Regions from separate parts of the Rattus norvegicus genome. Here all the other regions are linked to region 1. Evidence: chromatin contacts called from public Hi-C data. All regions are on one chromosome and are shown on one strand. The core of a region is the stretch at or near the end of the contact, and the rest is flanking DNA. Distances in the headings are between cores, read along the strand shown. Region 1 holds the start of Arid5b (AT-rich interaction domain 5B). Region 2 overlaps Arid5b (AT-rich interaction domain 5B). Region 3 overlaps LOC102546480 (a long non-coding RNA gene). Region 4 overlaps Arid5b (AT-rich interaction domain 5B). Region 5 overlaps Arid5b (AT-rich interaction domain 5B).

The links. Hi-C and Micro-C count contacts between places; a contact is called where the count stands out from the background.
Region 2: a contact with region 1 is called in a Hi-C map of the A7r5 cell line, with 1.9 times the contacts expected there. The contact joins the enhancer-like site here to the promoter of Arid5b in region 1. A contact is called at or near these places in 6 of 12 Hi-C or Micro-C datasets (the A7r5 cell line, frontal cortex, hepatocytes and 3 more).
Region 3: a contact with region 1 is called in a Hi-C map of the A7r5 cell line, with 2.6 times the contacts expected there. The contact joins the enhancer-like site here to the promoter of Arid5b in region 1. A contact is called at or near these places in 7 of 12 Hi-C or Micro-C datasets (the A7r5 cell line, Schwann cells, kidney and 2 more).
Region 4: a Hi-C map of liver shows a contact between it and region 1, with 3 times the contacts expected there. The contact joins the enhancer-like site here to the promoter of Arid5b in region 1. A contact is called at or near these places in 4 of 12 Hi-C or Micro-C datasets (frontal cortex, kidney, liver and 1 more).
Region 5: a Hi-C map of the A7r5 cell line shows a contact between it and region 1, with 3 times the contacts expected there. The contact joins the enhancer-like site here to the promoter of Arid5b in region 1. A contact is called at or near these places in 9 of 12 Hi-C or Micro-C datasets (the A7r5 cell line, Schwann cells, frontal cortex and 4 more) and 1 of 1 datasets of contacts at active chromatin or transcription factors (oligodendrocytes).

The regions. Positions count from the first base shown.
Region 1 is chr20:20,304,541-20,308,127 of GRCr8, forward strand. Arid5b (AT-rich interaction domain 5B) reads left to right here and starts at 2,174. Exons shown (of 10, transcript NM_001107624.1): 1 at 2,174-2,201; 2 at 2,665-2,919. The coding sequence starts at 2,181.
Region 2 is chr20:20,411,550-20,415,172 of GRCr8, forward strand. All of the region lies in intron 4 of Arid5b (AT-rich interaction domain 5B), which reads left to right. Among named protein-coding and RNA genes, the nearest start is that of Arid5b, 110 kb to the left of the region's middle. Within about 2 kb of position 1,987, at least 33 of the 93 cell types and tissues checked have an H3K27ac peak or open chromatin away from gene starts, as enhancers often do. A contact at or near this core is called in the A7r5 cell line and kidney, where this site is marked.
Region 3 is chr20:20,232,468-20,236,141 of GRCr8, forward strand. LOC102546480 (a long non-coding RNA gene) reads left to right here. Exons shown (of 2, transcript XR_362173.5): 2 at 896-1,412. It overlaps LOC102546554 (a long non-coding RNA gene), which reads right to left. Exons shown (of 4, transcript XR_005497640.2): 4 at 1,164-3,104. Among named protein-coding and RNA genes, the nearest start is that of Trnaa-agc57, 49 kb to the right of the region's middle. Within about 2 kb of position 2,129, at least 20 of the 93 cell types and tissues checked have an H3K27ac peak or open chromatin away from gene starts, as enhancers often do. A contact at or near this core is called in the A7r5 cell line, where this site is marked.
Region 4 is chr20:20,386,347-20,390,393 of GRCr8, forward strand. All of the region lies in intron 3 of Arid5b (AT-rich interaction domain 5B), which reads left to right. Among named protein-coding and RNA genes, the nearest start is that of Arid5b, 82 kb to the left of the region's middle. Within about 2 kb of position 2,720, at least 23 of the 93 cell types and tissues checked have an H3K27ac peak or open chromatin away from gene starts, as enhancers often do.
Region 5 is chr20:20,432,084-20,435,626 of GRCr8, forward strand. The region is part of intron 4 of Arid5b (AT-rich interaction domain 5B); the gene reads left to right. Among named protein-coding and RNA genes, the nearest start is that of Arid5b, 130 kb to the left of the region's middle. Within about 2 kb of position 1,293, at least 12 of the 93 cell types and tissues checked have an H3K27ac peak or open chromatin away from gene starts, as enhancers often do. A contact at or near this core is called in the A7r5 cell line, where this site is marked.

The sequences.
Region 1 (3,587 bases), core at 924-3,423:
TGAAATTTCAAGGAAGATAATTAAGGAGTGATGTGCAAGTCATAATTTGGCTAATGCAAAAGATGGAAGACTGTAAATTGGTACACTGTCCTCCCCCACGGTGCGGAGTTGGAATATTACTTTAAATTATTAAAATAGCTTTTCGACAGCTTCCAGAATACGGGCTTTTTGGCATGGGCTTTTATTACTTATTGTAATTGGAGGATCTGCCATTTTCTTTCGTTTATCTCTGTGTATATAGAAACAAGATACATCTTGCCTTTTTTTTTATGACTTCTCCATGTTCCGAATCAAAAAATGTGTTTTAGATAATGTTCAGCGCCCTAATTCTTACTGCAGCGGAGGCAGACGTTATGGAAAAAAAGCGTCAAAACACACACAGAGGGTCCTTCCACCGCCAGATCACCGAAGACGAGGCGTTTGTGCTCTGCTGGGTGTATTAACTTCAGCCATGTGAATATAATTTTCATTAAAGTAATCCTGTCTCAACTCGATGCTGCGGGTAGAGGTGAAACGTTGCGAAAGCGTTAAAAATAGCTTGCTAGTAATTTCAACATCCTGTAATTTTATCGCGGATCGAGTTTCAACTGTCGTACTATACAAACCTTATCCCCCATATAGTACATGTTTACTTTTTTAGCCTGCCAGACCCACTCTGGAAAGATTGGTGCCAATATAATAAAATCGCTGGGGAGGTTGGGGGGTGCTGGAAAGAGTGGGAGGAGAGCCGGGAAGGGGTGGGGGAAGTGAGTACACCATTTTACATCAACGCTGCGAAAATGCAAGCGAGCCAGGCGGAGGACCGGCAGCTGGGTCGCAGCGAGCGAGGGCTTTGCAGTCCCTGCTTGTTCCTTGTTCTGTGGCTCTTAAGTTTCTCTGTTTGCATAATAGCCGTGCATGCAAACCGCGCAATGCTCCAGGGCTCTAGAACAATAAATATACACATTTAAAACCTTTATTGTCTTACGATGTGTTAACCACCCCCCCCCCGTTTCTAACAGCTTAATTTCTGATGATATTTAACTAGTTTGCAAATGGATTATTTTTTTCAGTTTCAAACTATTACCGAGAAAGCTCCCCCTCCCTTTTTTTGGAGGAGGGGGGCACGGGAAGGATTGGGGGTGGGGTAGAAGTCGGTATATTATTCCTGTAGCGCCGGGTTATATAAACACATTATCATTTGAGAGAGCCCTTGGCGCCCATCAGCATTGTAAACACGTACGAGTGTATATACTTCAAAATTAAAGAATGCACACGCAGAACCCGGAGCCCGAATTCATATTCCGAGCAGACTCGCGGCTCGCATGTATTGATTTATCATGCACGGTTTATTGTTCCTCTCCCTAAATGCAGTTGCTGTCCGTTCAATATTGTTGCAAAATCACGAGACGTGTGTGCACTGCTCACTTGTCTTTCTGCTCTTCTTCTTCCTTTTTTTCCCCTGCTGAGTATTTTTTTTTGCGAAGCGAACAAATGCATTAATATTTATATGTTTATATAATCGATAACCCACTTTTCCCTTCCGTGTAAATAGGCATCGGAAGATAATTTAACAGATTAGTTCTCTCAAACATGGCAGTGAGGAAACGTAATTTAACTATCAAACAAATCTACATGTCTAATAACAGCAAATCTGCTAAGGAGCATTAGAAAGAGGAGCGGCGCCCCGGAATCTCTGCAGGAAATGTTCTTTATATTAGACATATACAAGCAGGTCCTGTCAGATGCACAACGCAGCTCGGGAGACGTGGTCTGCTCCAAAAATCTCAGCCGACGTTAGCCACAGACACAGAAACGGGGTAGATAAACGTACCCTCATTACTTGGTTTTAGGGTGGGTTTCAATTTTTTTTACATCTTCCTGTCTGCTTTTTGCCTTGATCCATTCTCTTCCCGCCGAGGTCGGACTGAGCCCTTCTCCCTATTTCGAATTTGATCAACCCATCTTTGGCAGCAAACCCACATCTTTTTGACAGGAGATGAAAATTGAGTCTTCGAAGAAATATTAGGATATATTTTCAATCATTTTGGTGTCGAGGGGGAGGCTAGAGCTTAGTTTTATATTGAGACATCACGCCGGCTGCAAGCAGAGAATGCTTTCCCCTGCCAGGACCTGATGCAATCCATTCAAGCCAACAAGTTTGGAGAGAATGTTGAGTTCAATCAATTCAGAACGTCGAGATGGAGCCCAACTCACTCCAGGTATTTCGCTCTCCTCCGCTCCTGCGGTCCCGCCGCCCCCCGGCAGCCCCCAACCCCCCAGCTCACCCACCCCCTCACACCCCCCCACACCCCCCACAAACTTTTTACCAAACTTTTACCCTCTGCATCCCCCCAAAATCATTTTTATTGTTTTTTTAAAAAATCCCTACGCTGATCATACCTACATAATGTAATTTTATCGCCTCATATGGGGAACTGGGAAGGGGTGGTGGTGAGGACCCGGAGGGTTTTTTTTTTTTTTTTTTTTTTTTTTTTTAGGGGAGGTAGAAAATTAGTGGGTTTTGTAATATTTTTCACCCAACGTTCTATCTGTGGGTCGGTCTGTATTGAGAGTCTTGTGTGTGAATGTGCCTAGGAATAGATATTTGTGCTTGATGGCTACATTATTTACGTGGTGCTTTTTTTTTTTTTTCTCCTCTCCCTCTCTCTCCCCCTCCTGCAGTGGGTCGGCTCACCGTGTGGCTTACACGGACCTTATATTTTCTATAAGGCTTTTCAATTCCACCTTGAAGGAAAACCAAGAATCTTGTCCCTTGGCGACTTTTTCTTTGTAAGATGTACGCCAAAGGATCCGATTTGCATAGCGGAGCTCCAGCTGTTGTGGGAAGAAAGGACCAGCCGGCAACTTTTATCCAGCTCGAAACTTTATTTCCTTCCCGAAGACACTCCCCAAGGCCGAAATAGCGACCATGGCGAGGTGGTAAACCTATCTCTCCCTCTCTTCCTTCTTTATTATCCACCCCCCCTCCAGTAATGCGTATTATAAGGCAAGCTTGAAAATACTGTATTCAGTTCTGCGGTGAGCAGGATCCGCTCGTTTTTTAAAGGGGTAGCGCCACTAACTGGGGCTGGAGTATTTTACCATTGTCAGAGTTTGGCTGTCAGCTTTACAAAGACCGTCCAACTGCTGATTTTAGTCAAGATCAAATAACTTGTCGAGAAGGGTTTTGTTCCAGGGTGTGTGTGTGTGTGTGTGTGTGTGTGTGTGTGTGTGTGTGTGTGTGTTTAGCTACCTCCTCTTGAAGATTAATATCCCATGCTTTAATATACATATTTTAATATACATATTTTTTTGCTTTTTTTTTTTTTAGTTGTACCTTCATGCCTGGCTCCTAGGCTTGGTAGCTTTCTTTTAGTGGGTTTTGATATTGTTCGCGTTTTTTTTTTTTCTTTTAAGTATTTGATATGTTTAAGAGGGCGGAAATTACGAAACGGAGGCAGAATGAGATCAAAAGCAATTGAGTTGGCAAAGGCGTGTTGACTGAAGTGATAAATGACAGGTACTGGGATAATACATTCAAATAACTTGCGCATCTGCCCGGGCGGATTTCAAAGCGGTCGTGTAACCGGCACAAACACGTTCGG
Region 2 (3,623 bases), core at 737-3,236, 110 kb after region 1:
CAGAGGCTCCTCTGTATAAGATCACCCAAGCCAAGGCCTCTTCTCCCGCCTTTGAATCCTATTCCAGCTCATTAACACCTCCACCCCAAGGCTGGTAAAGAAAATAGAGGAAGAAAGAAAAAAAAAAAAAAGACTCACTTCTGTTGCTCTTAACAGTCCTTGCAAAAGGCCAGCTCGGGCTGAGAGAGAAGCCAGTGGAGAGAAGAAAATGTAGGATTTTCTGCTTTCTGTTTTAGGCTCCCTGTCCTTCCCCAGCACAGGTCATCAATATAGGACTTAAAGACATTTGAAGGAACTTGACACTGGAAGGCCTTGCAGACATAATTGTGTATTATGTCTTCCCTTTAAACTCACAGAAGTGGGGTGAGTGCTAGGGCGTTAAATAGCACCCAGCCTCCATATCTGAAGGAAGCTCTCTCTATGGCCAATGCTCCTAATCAGGGGTTCCACACAGCAGGTGACAACTCTTAATTCACCTTCAGACTTAAACCATCTCCATGACAACTCTATGGTATTTCACATCTTCCAGCCATGACCTGGTGACATTCGGCGTTAATGAGATTGGCAGGTTAGGCTGTGACTGTGTTTACCTCTTTGTGTGTTACTAGACTTAGAGTTCACCCACTACCATCCAGAGCCAAGCTTCGCTCTTATCAGGATAGGTGCCTGGTTGACACATCTCCGAACCTATTAGAAGGGACATTCTTCAGTGTTGGCAGTCCTTAACCACCCTTGCTGATATGTATTCCTTATAGCACTCTGGCTATACCACCCTCCCATTTCAGCCCCACTTTTGGACCAACCAGGCAGCTCAGAGATTTGGGGCTTTGTCTTGGAAGCTCCTCCATCAATCAGAATTCCAAATTGACGTCGTTAAGGTCCCCGGAGGTGTTGAGGGTCCCGGGATCCAGCAATTATGGTGAATAAAAACCTTGCAGCTAGGGAGGGTGAATGCCAGAATTCCCAACTACTAACGGTGGAAAAGGGAAGTGGTTTGTGTTAGAGTATGGTCATATTCTCCTGATTAAACCCACTCAAAAAAAAAAAAAAAAGACAACACTGTAATATTTTCCAATGACTGTTTATCATGAATTACGTCAGCCTTCATTTAAGTTGCTATTATTTCTCCTTAATGCTTCTCTGGTGCCTACATAATTTACCACGCTGGCAGCCTTGGGACTATGAAATAAGCTTTCATAGTGTCCGTCGCGGCGTAGGGTTTTTTTTTTCCTTGGGGGGGGGTTGTTGTTGTTAATTATTATAAAACTCCTTTAACTTTTTACAAAGTGACATAAAATATTGTTGAGGTATTTATGGCTCAAACTACTTTTACATGGCTCTATTTTGCTTCTGGCTAGTTCTTAACTAAAGCAATCATTTGTGGTTATTAGAGCTGCCAGAGAAATTATGTCAGAGCCAGTTTAAGAGCATTATTATGTATCATGTATCACATGTCAGTACTTGAGGCTGCCTTTCAAAAAAAAAAAAAACAAAAGCATAATTTTCATTTGTGTTCCTTCATGGATCAGTGATTTATAAGCTAACCGGTGTGCCCATCATTCGTGAGCCTGTCTCAAACCTCCCATCATCCACTTGGAGTCTCTTTCCTGTGGATCTAAAAAAAAAAAAAAAAAAAAAATCTCTCCAAAGCAAATGTTGGCAAAGGTTGAGTTCCAGGCCAAGATTTGTTTCTAGGGAGTCACGGAATTAGCTGGAACTGCTTAATGGCCCGTGGCTAGGCTAGTTCTGAGTCCCTGAGTGTGTGGTTTTTCTGTGTAGATTTCCTAAGCATTGGGACCAATGATTAGGACTTCTGAAGGGTGGGAGGGGGAAACAGTTCCCACTCAGGGATGACCCTGCCTCAGATACTCAAATAGGCTACCCCTGCTTTCTAAAGATGGTTCCTGGGTGAAGGACATTATATGGAGAGAGGCAGAGAACCAGTTTCGTGGTTCTACAAAGCTGCCCTTCCAAGCAAACTTTCTATTAATACGTCGCTCTGCTGAGCTGCAAATACTGCGCATTCCCCTCCTTGCTTATTTAAAGCAAGAGAGGAAGGGCGTGCCAGAGCATTCTACCAGGAACGAAAACACATTAATGACTCATGTGAACAATTACTGATTTTCTTAACCTATAATTTCTTAATTACCGTCAACCAAAATAATTTGCATGATAATATCCTCAAGCCCCTCCTCGCCAGTGGTGTTTCCCAGTTTGAGCTTGGGGATCAAAGAGTCTGTTTGATCAATAATCAGGGAAATTTAACTCCTTCCTTCTGACCAGATCTACAGGATGCTGACTGGGGATATCTTCCGCAATAATCACCTCTGACACAATGGGAAAAAAAAAAAAAAAAAGCTCTCCAGTCAAGTAAACAGTTCTGGAAAGAGCTTGGGGCCATTTTCTTTAGCTTGAATTCAAGGAGGAAATTGTGACTTTTGTGAAACTTGCATAAATTTACATGTATCCTGTCAGAGTTTTAAAATTAGACAACATGCCTGAGTGCCCTGGAAATGAGTCTGCCATCCAGATTTAGAGAGCTTTTAGCTTTTTTAATTAAAGACATTTCACAAGCCAACACCAGAGAGGGAGAGAATTAAGTATTACATAAGAGCACAGCAACCTTGGAGATTTAGTGAGTGAATATTACGGATTTAGAGAAGGAGATAAAAGGTGCGAAGGGAGTGGTTACGGGGAATTTTCTGCAATCCTTTTTTTAACTGTTAAAAAAAAATTTTTTTTTTTCAGAGAAGCGAAAAGGCCAAGCTGCCATTTGCTGCAGGCCTCGTTCTGGAACCGGTTCAAAGCTCACAGAACCGACTGTGGGGTTGTGGTGGTTGTTAATGAGCACTCACGGCAGTGCGCTAGGATCATGGATTTGTTATGAATAGATGTATTCAGATATATTCACATGCGTATATTTGTATATGTATATGAAATTCATGTATACATATATGTGTGCTTGTATATATATACATATATACATATGTGTATGTATATATGTGTGTATACATATGTATGTGTGTATATATACATATATGTGTATGTATATGTGTGTATATATATACATATGTGTGTATATATACACATATGTGTGCGTGTATATATGTGTGTGTATATATGTGTGTATGTATATATACATTATATGTGTATATGTATATATAAATATATGTGTGTGTACATACATATGTATGTGGGTATATATACATATATGTGTATATATACATATGTGTGTATATATGTATATGTATATATATGTGTGTATATACATATGTATGTGTGTATACATACATATATGTGTATATACATACACATATGTGTGTATATATGTGTATGTATATATGTGTATGTGTATATATACATATATGTGTGTGTATATATACTTATATGTGTGTATGTATGCATGTGTGTATGTATATATACATATGTGTATATATGTATATATATGTATGGGGTTCAGAAGACAGAAGACAAGACTTGTTGCCACAGCAGATCATGAAAACCCCAAACAATCACTGCAATAACCACATTTATGCTGCTCAGCCCCACATCCCACAAACCTCCTCTCTGAATGCCTTGATAACAGCTGATAATGAAATACTGTTATTGAACATGTTAAACCA
Region 3 (3,674 bases), core at 879-3,378, 72 kb before region 1:
TTCCCGGAGACATAACCTTCTTTCCCGGGACCTTTAGCTCAGCTAAGTGGAGACACCTGGTGTCTGGTGTTGCAACTTCAAGAAGATCAAAGAGTCTAGGCTGAAAATCAGGCCTCTCATAAAAACTGCTTCATCCCGGACAGGTTCCAAAGCAGCAATTTAAATAGCAGCCGGTTCTATTCCAAAGAGGCTCACTTCCCCTCAATAGCTTCGCCAACCAGAGACAAGGTTCTCTCCATAGCCCCGCCTTTTGAACCGAAAAGAATCTAGCATAGTCACAGGACAATCATAATTTGTTAGAAGCCAGGAAGACTAGGTCCCTCCCCCCCCTTTCTGGCCTCTTCATTTTGTGGGGTGTTAGTTCACAGGGGGCTGGATAATCTGTTTGGTATGATATCTGGTTGTTGATACTTCTAAGTAACCAGAGTAGCAAAATTGCTCCCCGCCCCCCAGAAAAAAATTTTTAAGCTTAAACAAGGCCAAAGGAATATTAAAGTTTCACTAGGGAAGAAATATGGCCGCTGCCAGGAACTGATTAGTCATAAAACCCAAGGCATTCCGGCGTCCATCATCGCCTGACTTTTAATGACTGAACTAAGAGAAGAGACATCAGTTTTCAAAATAAGGTTATAAAAACGCTATGCACAGATGAGGCCTCCAAATATTTTGATAGTACCCGAACAAAATTACTGTGTGTGTGCGCGTGTGTGTGTGTGTGTGTGTGTGTGTGTGTGTGTGTGTGTGTAGAAAAAAATATCATTGAGACAAATCACAAAACATATGTTGTTATGTTTTGCTCTAAAAACCATGAAGTTTACCCAGAACCCTATTATGGTAACTGCTTCATTTTTCATGCATTCCTAAATTACCATGTAATCTAAAACCTTGTTTTCAGATGCCCTATATTGGAAAGTCCCTTAAAACCGAGCAGGATGGTGGCAGGCTCGCATTCAGAAGGAAACTTGCCTCTGCTGCTGAAAATGAAAGCGGGATTTATCAGCCACACTCCTTTAAAACAACCACCACCTTAGCGACATGGGGGCCAGCCGCATCCAGGAAACGCCGCCCGAAACCAGCAATTGTGCTTTAAGCTCTCTGCATTTTCAAACACATGGATAGTTGGTGTAAAAATATATTCTTTTCCTGCAGGGACGTGACTGTAATTAGTGTGTGCCAAAACTCTCTCTCTCTCTCTCTCTCTCTCTCTCTCTCTCTCTCTCTCTCTCTCTCTCTCTCCCTCTCCCTGAGATTTCATTGTCTTATCTCCTTACAGCATCTTAATGCGATTTTATTTTACTTTGTCAAAGTCCTATTAGCATAAATGTGTTCTCCATAGCAAACAGTGTTCTTTTTTATGCAAAACAGGATTCAGCTGACTCGAATAAAGCAGCTTGCAGTCTATTAGACTACAACGGTAATGTGCTTATTTTGTTTGTCAAATCAAGACCGCGTCAGAAGGCTCTAGACAAAGATTTGTCTTGCTTTCCAGAATAATTGCCAGGGTGGGGCTACATTATGATCTGTAAATGAATAGTATCGCTTAGAACAAACACTTCATATATCTTTTATCTTCCCCTGCACACAGTTCTGAGTTTTTCTTTGAAATCCTTGCTCTACTTTTCCACATAAGTCATCAGAATGTTTCCAAAGAATTTTAACTGCCAGATTAATTATATCTTACAAACAAAGATAGATTACTTACATTCTTTTTTCAGAATCCCTGCCAGTATGGCGCAACTGGCAACAAATTAATCTCGTTTGCAACCCTACAAAATGTTTTGCTAGGAAAAGGCCTGGAAGGTAAATGGATCCTTTTTAAAAAAAAAAAAAATCAGGTTGCTCATTCTGAAAGGCTAATCCGTAAGCAAAGAACAGAGGATTAAATGAATCTAACTACTCCCCAAACTTGTTCTTTCTTTTTGTTTTTTTTTTTCTCCTTGTTTTTTTTTTTCTCCCTTCGTCTTAACAACTAGGTTATAGCCCTCTGTTAATGGATTCAGTTAATTAAGTATTACTGTGACCTAGTGGCAATTTCTGAAATCCAGAGAATTTTTCCCTCTTTAAGGTCTGCCTCCCCCACAGGGCCGGGTGTAATCTGTTTGCAGAGTCTGTGGATGTCAGCCTTGCTTCCCTTACAAGCTTCGAGAATGTTTTAATAAATTTATCAACCGAAAAATATTACAAACATTTCATTTCCTTTGACTCAGGCAACACAGACACACAGACACACAGACACACACACACACACACACACACACACACACACACACACACACACACACACACCACTGCCTTCGTTGCAAATTCTTGCCAGTATGAATCACCCTAAGTAATATTTGCTTTAACTTTAGTGTGGTTCAACAAACAACTTTTATATGGCTGGACTTCAAAGAGAGGAGAAATGAAGGTTGGAAATAAGATAGGCGTAATCTATTATTAGGCATGAAACACTAAACCACTTTTAGCTATAACTCTAAAAACCTGCATGATCTAGGTTTTTTTAACGTAATGCATATTTATCGTGCCTCCGCTCACACAAGCGTTTATCTCCCCGTGTTTGCGAGAGAAATACTTTCCACTGTAGCGTGGGCCACTACTTGGCTTAATTTTTTCTAATATTTAATTTAGAAGGGGGGGGAAATGGTAATATTATAACAGGATTCTCATGTGTCCCGGCCAAAAATACTTAGTGTTCCTCTTTGAGTAAAATTAATCTGTTACCAGTTCCCTGACCTGCAAGTCAGGTTTCAGTAAAATAGGCATTGAGGGAGGAGGGGAGAGGGAGGGGTAAGCTAGGCTGGGCAGAGAGATAAGATCTCTTTCTTTGATTAAGGGGGGGTGGTGGCTGGGGTGGGGGGGAGCTAAAAAGAATGCCTCAACCCAGCCGTGCCTTCCAAAGGCAGAAAATAAGCTGAGAGTGTATCTCAGAGTGGTAATGGTTGAAGACATTTATTAGCTCCGTCCATAACAACAGTCGCTGCAGGGACAGTAATTGTTAAAATCTGTTCTGCAATTATTTCTTTAATGGCGGGGGTGTGGGGGCGGGGCAGGGGTGGGGGTTCCAGCTCCTCACTTCTCTCCTTCACCCTCCACAAACATTGGCACTGAAAGAAAAAAAAAAAATCTAATGTTATGAAATAAGTCAGATGTCAGGAGAGAGAGCTTGTAGCTCAAGAGAACACGAGACAGCACGGGGAAATGTATGCATGCACAGAAACAAAAACACCATCGGTAACATTTTGTTCTTGATTAAATTTGCGCTCCCTAATACAGTAGATTAAAAATAAGTCCAACTGTTAAACACATTAGTGTTCAGCTATGGTTCTGGTGCCAGAAAAACAGATACTACTCCAGACCCGGCCTCTCTCTGCTAGACTTTAGGAGCCAGGGGAAATCTGACGCCCCTAGAAACCTGAGCCCCAAAGTCCATCTGGGACCCTGCAGTTTGGGGATTCCTTATTTTCGTCTGGTGATGAAATCTCAGAACCATCTTAATATTTTCTCACACTGGGTCAAAACCTCGGCATCTCTCAGCGAGGCTGTAAGAAAATACGGGCTAGGAAAATGGAGGATGAATTGCTAATGGCTGTAGTCAAGACACGCCGGAAGGAATATTAAATTCAGTTGTTCTTTTAAAAAGAATTGTAAGCCATGACCTCGCCCCAACTCCCGAA
Region 4 (4,047 bases), core at 1,470-3,969, 82 kb after region 1:
TTCTGTGGGCCTGGGTCTGTTTTCCTTCGTAGCAATCTCAGGCTGCCCCACTCACTCGCTCACTCACTCACTCACTGACTCACTCGCTCACTCACTGTGTGGAGAATTACAAAATGGTTAAGGGCAGGTCAGCTGACTTACTGTACCAGCCATTCTCAAAATAACCACAACAGTCCAGGCCTGATGGGCCATTTACGTCACACAGTGTTTTCCTGAAATCGTTTTGTTGGCCTTTTCATTTCTATCCCTGATAGAATCTTGCTCTTGGTCCCTTTTAATCAGGCGTTTAATTTGTTTTTATTATTAATATTTTCCACTACATGTCTTGGCCTGCCTCCAGTAAAACAGCTTTGATGGGAGGGGGGGTTGGGGGGGAAGGAGGTTGAGAAAAAATAAAATTAAAAAAACCTCTTCCTCCCTCAACAATGGTTTCACTACGAATGTGTTTTCTCCTTTGATGTGTCTGGACTTGGAGAAATAACTCAGAAGCCTTGAGAGAGATTTGGAAATACAGTGAGTGCACCCCACATCAACACGCAGCCACAACCAGGGACTGATAAAGTTGACGGATGACTTTGGAATTTTAAAACGGTTCAAACCCATTCAGGCTATTTAGTCACATACCCTGACTGCATATTTTTCCCCCTTTTACAAACGCCTTTTCTGTATAATGTCTTGTAATTAGAACAGGAAGTCATCGAGTAACTGTAAGACGAATAAAAGCACTTAACACTGAAAGGAAAATTACCTTCCAAGAAATTATATTCCGTCTTTTTTTCCCCCCTCTCTCTCTACCCTGCATGTTACAATGTTGGTAAGGAGAGTAACAGCTGTAACTACTCTTATTTGTAGGATTTTTGTGCTTGGGTTTTCTGAGATTAAAAAAAAAATCATGTTCAGTAATAATCAAAGATGAATGGACAGAAGATAGGAAATGCCTAATTATGACAAATATTCTGTCACAACAGAACAGCTATTAAATGGAGACGGTGTAATTGTCAATTGCACTAACGGCTGGAAGGCTGCCAGGTACACAAAGTTGAGGGCTCGCCCTTAGTTGGTTGCTAGGAGCAGGCAAAAAGTATAAAGGTTTGAGAAAGGAATGTGTCCTGTAGGAAAGGGACAGCAGGCTGCATAGATCACTGGGCAAGCCCTTTCTATTGACATGATGTTGCTTAAATTGTTTCAAAAGTAGACATCGGGTTTTTTGTTTTGTTTTTTAACTCTAGCAAATTCATCTCTGCTTGGGGGAGGGGACCAAAGAAAGGAAGCTGTAGGTTCTCCGTGCAGCAAGCCTCAAGGACATTGTGTTTCAAACTGAGCCTCCATACAGATTTGGAATCTTTTAAGTGAAAAATCTTTAAATGTTTGTTTCTGTTGGCGTCCAGACGCATTTGCCCTAATACGATTACAAGAAGGAAAGGGCTAAATACTTGGCAGAATTTTCAGTTGAGGTAATTAGGCACAGGAAAGGACATGCCTATTTTTTCCACAAAGCTCTATAAAGTCCTAGTGTGAAGGGTTTTTATGAAGGGGTTTTTTTTGTTTGTTTGTTTGTTTCAGGCTTTCTGATGTTAGATGGTGGTTTTCAGTAAACATACCGTGTGATGTTTCCTAAACAGCCCCCCCACCCCACCCCCAACCCCGCCTGGGGGATAAAATTATGTTTCTGCAATGTTATGTAAGAGATGAGAGCAAATTTCTCCTCCAGAATGGATGTTTTGAACCTCCTGCACATTTGGCCACCATTAACTATTAAAAAAGGAAGAAAGAAAGAAAGAAAGAAAGAAAGAAAGAAAGAAAGAAAGAAAGAAAGAGAGAGAGAAAGAAAGAAAGAAAGAGAGAAAGAAAGAAAAGAAAGGACAGAAGAAGAAAAGCATTATGGATATTTGAAAGTCTACGCTCCAGTAATTTATTGTGCTTGCCATTTCATGCATCTCTTTATACAAAGACAATTTGAGCAACTCACAGGATGAATGCTCGCCCCGCCCCTCCCCCCCCTCCCCCCCCCCCCGACTCCATGAGAGCCATGGTGTACAGTTACTGTTTGACAAGTCGAGGTGGAGTTTCAGATTATAATTACAGTTTCTCTGTGGAATTCTGTTTGGGAGTTTGAAAAATATATAAATAAGTGAAAAAAAATGACATTGAGAGAGGTTAACAAAACGTGTAATTATGATATAAGTACAGGATTAGAGCCATTTCAGTGGAGAAGTACATGCTCTGTACTTTAGGTATTAACTTTTAATAGGCCGAGTTAAAGTTCTCTTTATTGAAGTTGAAATGAGGTTTCGTCATTGTGGGACTCTTATTCCCTTTGAATATTTAATTTAAAGCTAAGCATGTTCACATTTTTTTGCTGGGGAGGAGTGACTCCAGAGATGGGATGACATTTTAATAGAATATCATAACCGTTGTTTACAATACCAACCTTGAGTACCGATCTTTTTTTTTTTTTCTTTTACTTAATTTTTTTGGCTGGTTATATTCTACTGAGTAAAATCAAAATCAAATAAAAAAGTATATATAGCCCAAGAAACTAGAATGTTCTAGAAAAATACTCTGTACGGTTAGTTCCGAAGTTTCTTGTCTGATGTGGGTGTGGTTGAAAGAAAATCATTGTTCCGAGAACACTTTGTTTGTCTTTTGCTAAACAAATGTGCAATTTATCCATTCTTTGTTCGCAGATTTCTCTACTAAAGTCTCTTGTGAAACAGAAAAGGGGGGACCGCGTTTATTGGTGGCCCTTGTTTCATGTATCTGAGTATTTATGAGTCTCTGAAAGGAGAAAGGAGGACTGGGTCTAGCTGCAGGATTTCTCTAAGAATTCTTGAAGGGGCTGTTTGCCTTCATTTGTTTCTCTTTGTGCTGTTGTGAAACAGAACATGCCAGCCACTGAAGAGTTTAATATTCTTATGGCTGTGTCAGGAGGAAGCTGATTTAATGGAGAGGCTTAGGAGGCAGTTAAAGGATCATAGAACTTAAGATCTGCAAGGCTCTTGCAAAGTCTTCACATCCATACCAGTTTATACGCTTCTCCTTCCTTCCTCTCTCCTCCCTGGCAGTCTCTATTCACGTCTATAAGGGCTGAGGGTCTCTTGGGCTTTCTATAGTTTTTATAAATATGAAAGCAATCCCTTGGGGAATGTCTAATTACAAGGTTGGAAATTTGCCCCCGTCCGAACAATGCCAAAATTCTGGTCCAAATGGGTGGTTCTGTTCACAAGCAATGGAGTTAGCATAATTTTTGTTTTGGCATCACCGAGGGTTGCCACATTAGACCAGACCCCAGCTGTGCCTTTGGCCTCCTGGTGTAGAGAGAGTTTAATGAGGGAAGAGGAGACAGGAGCATTAGGCTAGTAAATGTAGGATTCAGCCTTCTTCCCATCTCCTGATTGGGAAGTCGCTATGTGAAAATCACATTGATAGTTGAAGTGTCTACAGTGAGCAACACGGGCCTTAAATCACATACACACACACACACACACACACACACCACTCACACACCACTCACACACCACTCACACACCACACACACACACACACACACACACCACACACACCACACACACACACCACTCACACACCACACACACACACACACACACACACCACACACCACTCACACACCACTCACACACACACACCACACACACCACTCACACACCACACACACACACACACACACACACCACACACCACTCACACACCACTCACACACACACACCACACACACCACTCACACACCACACACACACACACACACACACGCACGCACTTAGCCAGAGTGGAATCATTCTGGTTAGTAGGTGGGTGAAGTTATCAGTTCTCTGGTTTTACCTGACCAAACCTTAGTATCTCCATCCTAGTACTATAAATTAGTTATCACTACTACTACTACTAGTAACTCGAGGCATTTCGTCATGATGCAGAGTTAACCAAACAAGAATTAAAAGGTTAAAAGGTTGGGCTTCGGGGTTGGGGATTTGGCTCAGTGGCAGAGCGCTTGCCTAGGAAGCGCAAGGCCCTGGGTTCGATCCCCAGCTC
Region 5 (3,543 bases), core at 43-2,542, 130 kb after region 1:
TACCATAATAGGAATTAAACAAAAGCCCTTTGAGCGAGAGTCCGGTGTGTAAACGCCTGTGCTTAGAAGTAGATGCACATCAGAGGCCCCTCCATTGTTGTTGTTGTTGTCTTTTAAAGAGAAACAAGGCTAACTAGAGAAATTATTTTGGAATTTTTTTTTTTTTTTTTTTTTTTTTTAGTAAAAGGACATGAAAGAAAGGGCACTTTTTGAGCTTGCGCCGCAGCGCACACATAAGAGCAGTCAGTCATGTTTTGCTAAAGAAGACACAGCTGTTTAATTTTATGGTAGAGTTACTTTAAGGACTTTGTCAATTCAAAGTCGAAAGCCAAACAACTGTTGCTGCAAAACTGGAGTCGAGGCCAAGTCAAGATAAATCCGCTCCTAAAATCATCTTGGAATTACAGAACATTTGGGTTCACGCTGGGCAGGGGGAAGTAGCTTTATTTAAAAAGCCAGTGCCTTGGCTGGTAATTGGAGGAGAGAGGGTTTGCTTTTTGTGTCCTGGGCTCTGCAGTTTTGGATCCCCCCAACTTCTTTTTTTAGCTGCTTGGTTTGTTTTAATACCAAGTTTATTTGCTTTTGGGGGCGAACAGGCCCATTCAGTAGGAAATTGTCCAAAATTACACCACATAGATTGGAAATGAAATTTAAAAATCAAATTAAGCACCAATTGCACAACTGATTATAGGATTTAGAATTATTATTATTATTATTATTATTATTATTATTATTATTATTCATGGAATGATACAGCTTAGTCCTTTCCTTGGTCTTATAAATTCCAAGTTTCTCTATACTGCCTATTGTTAGAAACAAATGAACTGGCCTTTTTTGTTTTTAGTGGCTTTTCTTCCTTATTAGGGAGTTATTCAGACATCTTTCCTTGGTTCCTGTAATTCCAAGCCAATTGGAGTATCAGCCTATTTTTGGTTATGAAGGAACTTTTAAAATGTGGGCATGATCTTTTTTACGGTTATAAAACTCGTTAAAATCAATTGGCCACAAAAATAGAACAGCTATAGCCACAGATACAGTGACTCTGTTACCTTCCTGGGATACATTGTTCTACACCTCCTATACAAGCCCCACCAACCTCACCTCACAACTCCTGGCATCCTGAAGGAGGCCTACTAAATGTAAATTAAAATGCATATTGAAACAGCCTAAAGTTGTGGTTCACACTTGCGTCCCTCCGAGATCAATGCCCTACCTGTGTTTGAGTAAACCTTGTTAGTTCCTGGGGTTTTTGTGGTCATCCCTGTGCATCACCCTGATTTACCACAAGAGGGCAATAGAGAGTTTGCTTAAGGCTAACAAAGCCAGAAATGGTTCTAATGACGAGCTAAGTGTTTTAACTTGCTAAGGATTTATTTCGCGGCCTTTCAATCGCCACACTTGCAAGCCTCTGGGTTTCCTGAACAGCCAATAATCCAAAGACATTTCTTCTGAGAGGAAATACAGAGATACCGGTGCAGACGAGGACTTTTGCCCAAATAAGGAGGCTTTTTATGGCGACCCCATGTGTTAGATAACTGTCTACTGACAGTTGGTCATGAGTTTATAAGGTCGGATGCTAAAATATGTATACCATATGCTATGAAAGCGCTTGGGTGGAAGACCAAAAAAAAAAAAAAAACCTTTACAGCTATCACCAACATACCAGAGGCACACAGACGGGGCGCTTCATTGCATGTAGGTTGAACCCATCCAAAAATGTCATTAAAAATGATCACCTTATAAGTATCCTACAGTAAAATACCCGTCGCATGTCTTGTTCACGCTGCAGTGATCGTTTTCATCTCTCAGCCTAAAACCTGAGGTGCTTGAGCTGCAGCTCTCGCTGTCTAGCCTGAATTTATTTCCGGAGCCACCATTACTGCTCTCGTGTGTTATAATCCAGGTCATTTGAAGATAAAAGGAAGGGGTTCAGCGGAGGAGAGCTTGGCTTTTGATAGGTTGCTTAGCTCCTGTGCTTCATGGCCATCGTCATAGAAACCAAAGTGGAGGAGCCAGAGGGAATGGACTCTTATTTCAGACCCTGTGACTGGCTATGCGGGAGAACAAGACGCTAGGCTGACCCGGTATTAAGTAGCCACTATCATCACAATGTCCGGTGGTCTTTCTACATTTATTTTTTATCAAGTGCATATGTGTACGCATGTGCATTGTGGGTCTGAAGACGGAGATCAGAGAACAACTTCGTAGAACTGGTTCTCTCCATAGAGCTTGGCGTGGGTTCCAGGAATCAAACCCCTGTCCCTAGGCGTGCATAGCAAGGTCCCTCTTCTGTCACCCTGTTTTCTTGCTGGTCCTTTGGATGCTAAGGATGACTGGATAAAGTGCTCGTCTCCTCTACAGTTCCCAGAACTGAAACCTCTTTCTTTCATCCAACTTCTCCGGGCTTCTTGGCAATGTGTCGTGTGAAATTGTGGGACCTGAGGCAGCTGGACCATGCCAAGAAGGTCATGTTCTTGCCTTGAGGGCTGACTGTATCTGACCCCTCTCCTTACTTTCAAGTGAAATCTCTAAAAGGCAAACGCAGTTAGACTGTAAACTTTTTCGGCAATTTGTGGTCAGGAAACTTCTACTTGGGATTAGCCAAACTCACTCAAATTCCATTTTCTCATGCTCATGTCTGCACCAAATGATTAAAACACTACACCCAACTCATGTCATCAACATGTCAAAATAGCTCAGGAGGAGTCAGAGCTCCTCTCTCCCTCTCTCCCTCTTTCCCTCCCTCCCTCTCTCCCTCTTTCCCTCCCTCTCTCCCTCTCCCCCTCCCTTCTTCCCTCCCTCCCTCCTTCTCTCCCTCCCTCCCTCCCTCTTTCCCTCTCTCCCTCCTCCAACATGTTTTCACTTGGTACCTTAGTTAAGGAACTTAATGTTCTAACAGCCTTATCGGGACGTTTAGTAACCTCGAGTCAATATTACTAGATTTGAACTTTTTTGAGACCCCACATCAGCAAATTCTGGGGTAATAACATGTGTTCGTGACAGCAGACATTACAGCAGATAGGACCCTACATTGTATTGGACCATTTGAGTTGTGATCTTCGATAACTGTGTTCTAGCTTCAGACGTCGGTCTGTTTTGCTTACCCTTTGAGTCCCAACCAAGGACATCTCTGATCCTAACATTATGTTGTCGTCCAAACCAGCATCACCCATACGGAAGATGACACAAGCCGTCTGCCATTGAAAAAGGAAAATGTGGAATTAATTTTAATGATATATTTATCCAATCCATTATAGCCAAAATATTGCCATTATCTCAGTGTGGACTTGATTTAAGATGCGCTCTGTGAGATCGTTTGCTCTCCATCCCACATGTTGAAAACCAGTCGGTGTTTCGCACGTAAAGTGCACCTCGTCTCGGACGTGGGGTTTCAAGAGCTCTGCAGACTCCTGTGGGTACCGTGACCGCACTGGATGCAGCGACTTTAAACAGGAAGAGAAATGTTTTCTCTTAACTGACAGCGTGAAGCTTCACCCTTCTCTATCACTGTTATTAATTATTACTAGTATTATTATGAGATCC